Regions from separate parts of the Mus musculus genome. Here region 1 is linked to region 2. Evidence: chromatin contacts called from public HiChIP or PLAC-seq data. All regions are on one chromosome and are shown on one strand. The core of a region is the stretch at or near the end of the contact, and the rest is flanking DNA. Distances in the headings are between cores, read along the strand shown.

Region 1 (5,042 bases), core at 2,176-4,675, 590 kb before region 2:
ACTCTAGGTATTTGTAGATCAGAGAATGTTCTAGCCTGGCCTGGTGCGGTGGTACACTTCCATACTCACAGTGTCTAAGAGGTAGAGGCAGGGGGATCCAGAGATATCTAATGCCAGTCTTCACTACATCATCCATGCCAACTTCTTTTTTTTTTAATATTTATTTATTTATTATATGTAAGCACACTGTAGCTGTTTTCAGACACTCCAGAAGAGGGCATCAGATTTTTTTGTTACGGATGGTTGTGAGCCACCATGTGGTTGTTGGGATTTGAACTCAGGACCTTTGGAAGAGCAGTTGGCGCTCTTAACCGCTGAGCCATCTCTCCAGCCCCCTCCACCCCCCGCCAACTTCTAACACACACACACACACACACACACACACACACACACACACACACCAGAGAACCCCACCAGGCAAACAAAACAAAAACCGGGAGGAAAGAAAAGAGCCAGAGAAACCTTAACAGGAAACCCTCCCAACTCAAAGCTTCCACAACTCCACACCACACTGCAGACCAGGATAACACTGGAGCCAAGAAAAATGACTCAAAGCAATCACATTCACAAGAGACTGATGAAATCATTTGCACAGCAATTTATTCATATACAATAGGGTTCAATGTTCTCTCCTCAGCGAAGCTCCTCCCTTTTGCTGGAAGGCAGAGTCTATCAGCAAGTTGCTGGGTAAGGTGTTCAGTCAGCCATGGTATTACCAGAGTGGCTAGACCCTTATCAAACTAGGCACTGCCAACTTGGCATTGAACTCAGGACCTTATGAATGTCAGATAATGTTCCGGCTGTCATGTCCAGTTTTTTCTTTCTCTTCTTTGGTTTGTTTGTTTGTTTGTTTGTTGAAACAGAGTCTCTTGTAGCCCAGGCTGGCCTTGAACTTCTGATCCTTCTGCTTGTCATTCCCAAGTGCTAGCATTATCAGCATGTGCCACTTTGCCAGGCTCTAGTCTTCTCTCTTGAAGGCCCAGGACTGAAGGGGTCATGCAGCGTTTTGGAGATGCCAGTACCATGAGATGACCACCAAGAGCAGCAGCAGCAGTGGAGTACAGGTATCTGGAGCCTAGAGGATGACGCGTGTGCTACAAAGGGCCTGGCTGGAGAAGTGACCCAAGCCCTTGGAGGAGCCCAGAAGATCGTGAGTTGTATCCCAGACATTGGACGGTTGGAGATTGACTTTTGCTTTTGATTGTGACTGTGCCCTGATATTTTCCCTCTTGAAGGAAGAAACTGTTTTAGTGGAGCCCACAGTTGAGACTTTTAATTGTAAAAAGACTTTGAATTTTAAAAGAGATGGATATTTTAAAGAGATTGAAATTTTAAGAATATGTAAAGACTGTGGGACTTTTAAAGTTATTTAGATCTCCTGATTTCCTGACTGTAATGGAGATCTCATACAATGTTCTCTCTCTCTCTCTCTCTCTCTCTCTCTCTCTCTCTCTCTCTCTCTCTCTGATGATACAGTCTAGTCCTTGCTACATAGTAGACTATGCAGTGGGCTACCATCTCCTCTTCCCAGCCCCACCTCCCTGGGGGCTGACAGAAGAGAAAACTTCCACACCTTTCAGACTGAGAGTGGAAGTGTTCCTGGCAACAGGCTCACGTGTCTTGGTTTCCTTGTGCATGAGGATAAACGGGTAGGGCTGAGACTGCAAGATATCCTTGGTCAGAATTCGGATCCCTGTGGAGATGCTTATGCTGCCCACGGTGACCAGCCCAGCCACACAAAGCAGAACCAGAGCAAGAGACAGCTGGTAGTGCTGCCGGGACAACCACAGACTCATCCATCCCAGAGGCAGAAGGCGGAAGAGGACCAGGGTGGCCAGGCTGGCCCAACTGCTTACTCTGAAGGCCAAGGATGGGGCCTTATGGGAGAGCAGCAGTAGCTTCCGTAGATGCAAACAGATGGAGTTCAGCTCCAGAAGCAGGGATACCATAGAGAAGCCCACATAGTGGCCAGACACAACAGCGGTGCTGAGGCAGCTCACTACCTGCAGGCAAGGTTCAAGGTTCAGGCTTTGCATGACCTGTGCCCAACAAGTCCCAGCTCCTTATCCTAGGGACACCCACGCATGTTTTTTCTACTCTCTGCCTCATCCTTCCAGGTATCAGCTTTTTAAAAATTAGTATTTATTTATTTTTTATTTATTCACTTTATATTACCCAAGCATTTTTTAGGACTGCCTCCAATCCTGACCTTTCTGCTGACCCTTATCTAGGGGGCATGAGCAGCCCTGGACCAGAGGTTCTCTTACCCCAAGCCACACTATTTGCATAGCATACCCTAGCTTTCATTCCTGGCTTTTTTTTTTTTTTTTTTATGATCAGCTGGAGGTTTGTGGGGAGAACCAAACTCCTTGGGCAGTGCCCAGGAGTGGCTAGCAGTCAAAACCTCCCTCCAACTCAATCCAAGTCTGAGAGGATAGGTTTTCAGGGGGCTTTGTGGAAAAGTCAGAGGACAGAACACTGAAGAGAGAGGTTGGGCCCTTGAGTTGGACATGCTCCCTTACTACCTGGCCTCTCCCTTCAGAGTCTTACCGCCAAATGGTGACAGAGAAGGTCCCAGGCCTGGGCCAATGTCTGGTTCCACAGCATATCAACTCCATCTGCAGCGAAATAACCTGAAGGCACCGGAGAAGACTATGAGGCTCCTCGCTCAGAGCTGATGCACAGCCTAGATATCTCAAGTCCCACTTTTCTCAGGTCCTTAATTCCTCACAGCAAACCTCCAGCAACATCTGCTCCATTCCAAAGATGGGGGAGGAACCTAGAATTCCCGGTCCAACAAGGCCTTTCCCGATTCAGCCTTTTCTGTACACTCACCCACTGACACTGCTACTAGGACCCGTGCCCACGGTGGGTGATCATTAATTGGGTCGGTGACCATTTGAGGAAACTGCCACAGCCTGGAGAAGACAAAGAGCTAAGGTCAATTTCTCCCAGACCTAGATCCATTCTCCCACTGGGTACTCCCACCCATCCACAACCCAAACCAGTTCCATTCCAAAAGGTTCCAACTTCAGTCTTCCAGGCCCTCTTTTCCACCCCCGCCCCTCAGTGCTTTGTCAGTCCCCAAGTTCCGCACCCGACCAGCGCCCCTACTCCAGAGAGTAGGCTGTGTATCAGCGAAACGAAAATGTTCCGCCACATCCAGCGGTCCCGAACAGATTTCGGGGTGGGCAGCAGCTGCAGCCCCCAGTGCAGTCCCCGAAACGCCGTGAAGGAAGCGCCAGCCACAAGGAGTCCCCAGGATGCCATGGTCTGGGCAGGTCAGCTAGGTTTCAGTCAGTTTCTCTGATCCTGGCACCCGGTGCCCGGGACCTCGAAGGGGCCCCCCTCCGGCAGAATCGGGATCTAGCTTTTCCACCCTGCTGTGCCTGGGGCTTCCTGGCCTGTATTATCTTTCCAGCGTGCTGTAACTTTTCCTGGCTTGTCCACGCCCCTATCTCTCGGCTGCTCATTGATTGGCGCAGCCATGGGGCCACCTCGGGTGAAGCCATGGAACGGATGGCGTCCCGCTCCTGCTTGGGTTTAGCAGTTTGGGGCTTTCTGGCATCAAGTTCGGCTACTGAGTTCAGAGGCCTTACAACACATTAGAGGTCTTCTCCAACACCACTAGTCTCCGAGCCCCTTGGGGTTCCAGAAAGTCATCTAGTTTACCCCCACCTGACTAGTCTGGGGCTCCGCCCCACTAACTTTCACCTTCTGTTCTGGTTCCCTCATCTCTCACCTACTGGTCATCCTTACCCACAGACCAGAAGGTACAGGGCCAACAGAGCCAACTCCTGAGGGCCCAAATCTTGCACCATCTCACCTTTACCTCAGAGCACGCCAGTCAGGCAGAGCCGAGCTCTGCCCACCTGTAACTTCCTTACATAGTACTACCCAAACGGAACAGCTTATGGGAGAATCCCTTCTTGAGTCCTACCCCCTCCCCCCCCCCCAAACATCACCAAGAAACTTTATTAGGTAGAAGAAGCAAATGGAAGACACATACACCTCCCCTCCCCAGGTCTCAAGTAAGAAAAACAAACAAGCTAAAAATAAGACTCTTCAGATTCTAGACCCCTTTGGCCTTAAGAGGAATATCCTTTCCAACCACAAATCCCCCAAAGAGTGACAGGTTTTGAGCATTTCCCTTCTTTCTTATTCTAAGCCACACCTCCTTAGCTGGCTGACAGTCAGAAAGTCAGAGGAATGCTTCCTGTGTGTAGAGAGTAGGTGGATTCAGACAATTAATGAAGTTCATAGAATTGACTTTAGTGTGGTGGAGCTTGAAAAGGCCCCTGGATATGATTCCTAGCTCCAGTGTACACACACACATACACACACACACACAAGCATGCACACACACACTCAAGAAGCAATAGGTATCCCAAGCAAACATTTTCTTTCACCTGGCACTTGGTGTAGCCCATCCTCCTACAAGCAAATTCTCCAAAATCTAAACATGACAATGAGGACTAGAGGGAGAGATGGCTTTAGTGGCTAGGAGCATTTGCTGCTCTTCTAGAGGACCTGAGTGCGATTCTGAGCATCCACATCAGAAGATCCAAACAGCGTGCAGCTCCAGGGAATCTGATGCCCTCTTCTGGCCTCTGCAGAATGTGCACCCACACTCTGGTGCACAAAGACACATAATATAACATACAAATATATTTTTTAAAAATTACAGAGGGAGTGAAGAGACGGCTCAGAAGTTAGCGCTAGCTGCTTTCAGAAGACAATGTTGGATTCCTGCCACTCACAGGCAAAACACTCATAAAAGAGTAAAAATTTTAAAACATTTATTTGTCTTTTGTATTTTATTTAACATATGAAAGCAATGCACAATATTTAAAAATTAGAAAGACAGAAAAAACAAGGGGAAAATTCACAATTGTACTATCCCACCATACAAAAACAACCATTCTTAACATTTTGAATCCACTTTCAGTGTTTTTTTAAAAAATATATTACAAGTATGCATTCATATTTTAAAAACAGTCACAAACTCATACTTTTCATAATCTTTTTAGTATTCAGTATTT
Region 2 (5,460 bases), core at 2,801-5,300:
CAAAATAATAAATAAGTGTGACCTACGAAAAACGAAATTCAACATTCTGAGAATACAACACAGAGATATACTAGTTGGATACATGCTGAGGAATGAAAGTAAGAAATTACAAGAAGTCCTTGTTTTCTGTAATTAAACTGTTATGTCTCTGTAAGAGCAGAAAACAGGGCCGGGCATGGTGGCGCACGCCTTTAATCCCAGCACTCGGGAGGCAGAGGCAGGTGGATTTCTGAGTTCGAGGCCAGCCTGGTCTATAGAGTGAGTTCCAGGACAGCCAGGGCTATACAGAGAAACCCCGTCTCGAAAAACCACAAAAAAAAAAAAAAAAAAAAAAAAAAAAAAAGAGCAGAAAACATTGTACAGTACAAACAAGGAGGTTCATAACACAAGGAATCTTAGATCTGAAATTCAGTACCACAGGCAGCATGGCTGGTATGGTATGATGTGTGCACAAGGCTGTTCAGAACCAAAGCTGTGGTGGAATGGTGGCTGCAGCACCCCTGAATGCCACCAGAAACAACCAGGATTCCTTATATGCTTGGTTGTATTTGTGTGTGTGTGTGTGTGAGTATGAAGATGGATGGATGGATAGAAGGATAGGGATGGGGGCATTTACTAGAGTGGCTACTGGCTATGTCCAACAATAGCTGTCTATTAGCAGAAAGTCCAAGAGCCTAGTAGGTCCATGGGGCTGGATATCTCAACTGGTCTTCAGAATCCCAAAGAAGCAGGCTCCAGTGTCAGTGAAGGACTGGACTTGCCAGGGACACTAAGAGCAGGCAGGCAAAGAGCAAAAGCTTTCTTCTTCCATGCCCTCTATAGAGCCACCAGAAGGTGTGGCTCAGATTAAAGGTGGATCTTCCTACCTCTGAAGGTCTAGATTAAACAGCAGTCTTCCAGCCAGGTGGTAGTGGGCCTGCTGTACAGAATGTACAGAATGAGTTCAAGGTCAGCTAAGGCTACACAGAGAAACCCTGTCTATAAATACCAATGTGTACATGCCTTTAATCCCAGCACTTGGGAGGCAGAGGCAGGTGGATTTCTGAGTTCGAGGCCAGCCTGGTCTACAAAGTGAGTTCCAGGACAGCCAGGGCTACACAGAGAAACCCTGTCTCGAAAAAAACAAACCAAAAAAAAAAAAAAGAAAACAATGTGGAGGGGTGGGGGAGAAGAAAAGAAAACAATCCCTCACAGGTGTACCTAGCCACTTGGGTTTTAGTTAATCCCAGATATAGTCAAGTTCACAACCAAGAGCAGTCATCACGGGTTGGTGAGATGGCTTAGTGAGTAAAAGTACCCGACTGCTCTTCCAAAGGTCCAGAGTTCAAATCCCAGCAACCACATGGTGGCTCACAACCATCCGTAATGAGATCTGACGCCCTCTTCTGGTGTGTCTGAAGACAGCTAGAGTGTACTTACATATAATAAATAAATAAATCTGAAAAATAAAAAAAGAGCAGTCATCACGGTTGGACAGAGAGCAACTTGTGGAAGTCAGTTCTTTTTTTCTACCGTGTGAGGCCTGGGGATCAAACTGCGATCGGCTGGCGTAAGCACCCTTGCCTATGAGCCATCTTACAACCCAGAACATTTAGTTTTTGAATTAATTTTGATCATTACATGTTTTATTATTCCCAGAGGTTTTGTGACACCCTCCCACATTCATTCACGCACCCCACACAAGGTCACATCCCTCACGCAGCCCACAGGAGGTTACGTCTCACAGTTTACAGATTAAAAATCTGCCACAGCACATTTAGGAGCTGAGGTCCACAGTGTGACAAAGGAGCACCCAGCTTAGGGTTGCTGTAGGAGAGATGGCTCAGTGGCTAAGAGTATTGGCTGCTCTTCCTAGAGGACCTGGGTTCAATTCCCAGCACCCACATGGCAGCTCACAACTTTCTTTAACTCCAGTTCCAGGTGATCTGACACCCTCACACAGACTTACATGTAGGCAAAACACCAATGCACATAAAATAAAATAATCCTTAAAATTTTTTTTAAAAATTTAGGAGCTGGGCGTAGTGGCTGCGCTCTCTCTCTCTCTCGATTTATTTATTTATTTATTTATTTATTTAATATGAATACACTACAGCTGTCTTCAGACACAGAGAAGGCTTTGGATCTCATTACAGATGTTTGTGAGCCACTATGTGGTTGCTGGGAATTGAACTCAGGACCTCTGGGAGAGCAGTCAGTGCTCTTAACCGCTGAGCCATCTCACTAGCTCCCAAGCATTGGCTGCTCTTGTAGTTTTATTCCCAACACCCACATCAGGTCAGGTGGTTCACAAACCACGTGTAGCTCCAGTTCCAAGGGATCCAACCCCCTCTTCTGGCCTGTCACATGCACATGTTCAGATGCGTGCACACACATATGCACATAATTAAAAAGAATAATCTTTTTAAAAAGAAGGGGTATGGAGATGGCTCCGCAGGTAAAAACACTTGCCACTCAAGGATGTGAGTTCAATCCCCAGGAAAGGGGTGAGAACTGGGCTTACAAGGCTGTCCTCTGACCTTCATACATGCTTGCGCGCACAACACACACACACATTTAATTTAATTTTTTTTTAAAAAGAGTTTAGGCCGGGCGTGGTGGCGCATGCCTTTACTCCCAGCACTCGGGAGGCAGAGGCAGGCGGATTTCTGAGTTCGAGGCCAGCCTGGTCTACAAAGTGAGCTCCAGGACAGCCAGGGCTATACAGAGAAACCCTGTCTTGAAAAACCAAAAAAAAAAAAAAAGAGTTTAAAGCCTGACAAGCCTGACTGGAAGATGGCTTAGTGGGTAAAACTGCTTACTGCCAAACCTTATGACCTAAGTTGTATCCCTAGAACACACATGGTCGAAGGAAATGACCACCTCCACTGCCCCTGGCCCCACATGGTAGATTGTACATGTGCACGTTGGTATACATGCATGTTCACACACACACACTAAATAAGTGATTTAAAACATTTTAAAGCCAAGTGGTTGTGGCACATGCCTTTAGTCCCAGCACTCAGGAGATAGAGGCAGGCAGGCTTCTCTGAGTTCAAGGCCAGCCTGGTCTACAGAGAGAATTCTAGGACAGCTATGGTTACACAGAGAGACCCCATCTCAAACAAACAAAAGACTTCCTGCTGGGCTGGAGCTCAGAGTATACTTGCTTAGCATATCTGAGATTCTGGGTCCAATCGCTAGTTGAAACAAATAACGCTTTTTTTTTGTATTTTCTCTGTGGCTTTGCCAACATTTCTTCCACCTCCCAGCCTTTACCCCCATTGATTGGTATCTCCTGCCACCTCCTTCCATGGTGGGAGGAAGGTGCTCGTAGTATGTATAAACAGAGCACTCAGAGTCAGCAGCAAATAGCAAGTTATCTCAAGTTGTGCCTTGAACCTACATCTGAAATAATAATGTGCTTATATGCATAGTTCTTCTCTTACCATCAACTGATTTGAGGTCATTGAAGCACCAACCCTTGAAACTATATGTTTCTCTGAACCTGACCTCCCTCTACAACAGTATCTTTCTAGTTGAGTACTAGGATTTAAAACAAACAAACAAACAAGGCCCCACTGAGTATCCATGGCTGGCCTGAAACTCAATATATAGACTAGGCTAACTTTAAAGTCAGAGATCTGCCTGCTTCTGCCTGGAATAAAAGGTGTGCACCACCATGCCTGGCTCTAGAGTTGTTTCTGGGGTTTTTTTTTTTTTGGTGTATGGTGTGTGTGTGTGTGTGTGTGTGTGTGTGTGTGTGTGTGTCTGTCTGTCTGTCTGTCTGTTGTCTGTGTGTCTGTGTAGCTGGGGGTTGAACCTTGATCTTGAAGCAGGCTAGACAAGCATCTACCCTAGAGCTCTACCCTCAGCCCTGTGAATCTTACTTAACCTTAGGTGGCTGAGAGAGGATTTTGACTTTGAAGAGCAGGTCTCACACCAGCTGCATTGTGGGTGGGGCCGGGCCAGCCTGTCTTCTCAATCAGCTGCTTTCCTAGGCCGACCTGAGGGTTGCTTGAGACTGAGGCTGAGTCGTAATGGGAAGTGGGGGTGGAGCCTGGAACTGGGAATAACACAGGGCTTTATTAGCCAGCTCCCTGTTGCTAAGCAGCTGTCATTAGCCAGTTAGATCTCCCCTGCCGCGAGTGAGCTCCTTCGGGGAATGGCAAAGAGATACTAATAAGTCGGGAGAGCAGCAGCTGCTGCAGGAGGTTGCATCCCACCTGGGATAGATACTGCAGCCAGAGATGCTTCTGCACGTTTTGTGATTCAGACTCCAGGCGGTTGCTAGCTAGCCTGACTCTTTTCAGCAAAAGGGACTCTTTCCCTCCTGCATCCAGTGAATAGCTTATTCTCAGACTGTCTTCTGCTTTCCATCCAGAAATGAACAAGTTAAGTAGCTCTTCAGCTATGGTAAGGAAGGAAGGCAGATGTCCAAAGCAACTGGTTTCTTTCCTCCTGTGCTAGAACTTAGCCAAGGTCATGTGGTTTGGTCCAGTGATGAGATTTTGGAGTCAGACGGACCAAGGTTTGCATGCTGTTCATGTCTAACTCATAGCCAGTTAGTTGTTTATTTTCTCCCCTGAGCCTGTCCCCAGAAGATAAATTCCAGCACTGGAAGAGCTCCTCGGGGCTAGGGGTGGGTGGTTAGCTCAGTGATCAGGCTCTGGAGATAAAAAAACTCAAAAAGAGCCATGTAAGCAAAGCATGTAACGTGGTATCCAGGGACACCTTGTTCTCGAACCGTCGCCGGAAACCTTCCTCAGAAATAACCCGGGGTTCCTAGGAGTCCATGTTCTGGCTACCTGGGGAAATCTGAAATCTGGGCACACAATCGGGAAGGAAATGAATCATATCGAGTAATTGATATTAGGGTTGGACATTATGATCCACTTATAATCCTAGCACCCAGATTGGGGAGGTATAAACAGGAGAACTACTGTGAATTTGAGGCCATCCTGGTCAACATGAGTTCTAGGTTAGCCAAAGTAATACAGCAAGACTGGTTCCAAAAAAGGGGGAAAAGTCGTTATTGTTGTTCAGTAAAGGTATGTATATTAGTTGGGTCAAGAGTCTAAAAGTTACCTCAAATAATCCAAAAATAAAGCTGGCCATGGTGGCTCACACCTTTAATCCCAGCACTCAGGAGGCAGAGGCAGGTGCATCTCTCTGAGTTCAAAGCCAGCCTGGTCCACAGAGTGAATTCCAGGACAGCTAGCTAGGATAACACAGAGAACCCTTATCTCAATCAATCAATTAAAAAAAAAACCTATCTTAATAAATAAAAACTAGTTACATGTGGTTTAGCTGAAATAAAATTCAACTGATACCTGTTAGCTATTTTAAATTGAGCAGTAGGTCTATGGGAGAGCCTTACTTTTGTGTATGCTTGAAATCTCCCTCAACCAAATGAGTTTTAAGGAGAAGGATAAGCTGGGACATGCAGCTCTCAGGGGCTGTCTTGATCCAAAAGTTTGT

What was found. HiChIP or PLAC-seq counts read pairs in DNA pulled down with a chosen protein or histone mark.
Region 1: a contact with region 2 is called in an H3K4me3 HiChIP or PLAC-seq map of forebrain, with 3 times the contacts expected there. The contact joins the promoter of Tlcd2 here to the enhancer-like site in region 2. A contact is called at or near these places in 1 of 39 promoter capture datasets (hippocampal neurons), 2 of 115 datasets of contacts at active chromatin or transcription factors (forebrain and pancreatic cancer cells) and 2 of 9 other capture datasets (adipose tissue and liver).

What each region holds. Positions count from the first base shown.
Region 1 is chr11:75,466,433-75,471,474 of GRCm38.p6, reverse strand. It overlaps Tlcd2 (TLC domain containing 2), which reads right to left and starts at 3,425. Exons shown (of 5, transcript NM_027249.3): 1 at 3,098-3,425; 2 at 2,836-2,918; 3 at 2,551-2,633; 4 at 1,574-2,003; 5 at 576-1,075. The coding sequence starts at 3,270. The coding sequence ends at 912. Mir22hg (Mir22 host gene (non-protein coding)) reads right to left here. Exons shown (of 3, transcript NR_030711.1): 3 at 4,785-5,042.
Region 2 is chr11:74,875,606-74,881,065 of GRCm38.p6, reverse strand. The region is part of intron 2 of Sgsm2 (small G protein signaling modulator 2); the gene reads left to right. Among named protein-coding and RNA genes, the nearest start is that of Mir6926, 10 kb to the right of the region's middle. Within about 2 kb of position 4,050, at least 120 of the 459 cell types and tissues checked have an H3K27ac peak or open chromatin away from gene starts, as enhancers often do. A contact at or near this core is called in forebrain and hippocampal neurons, where this site is marked.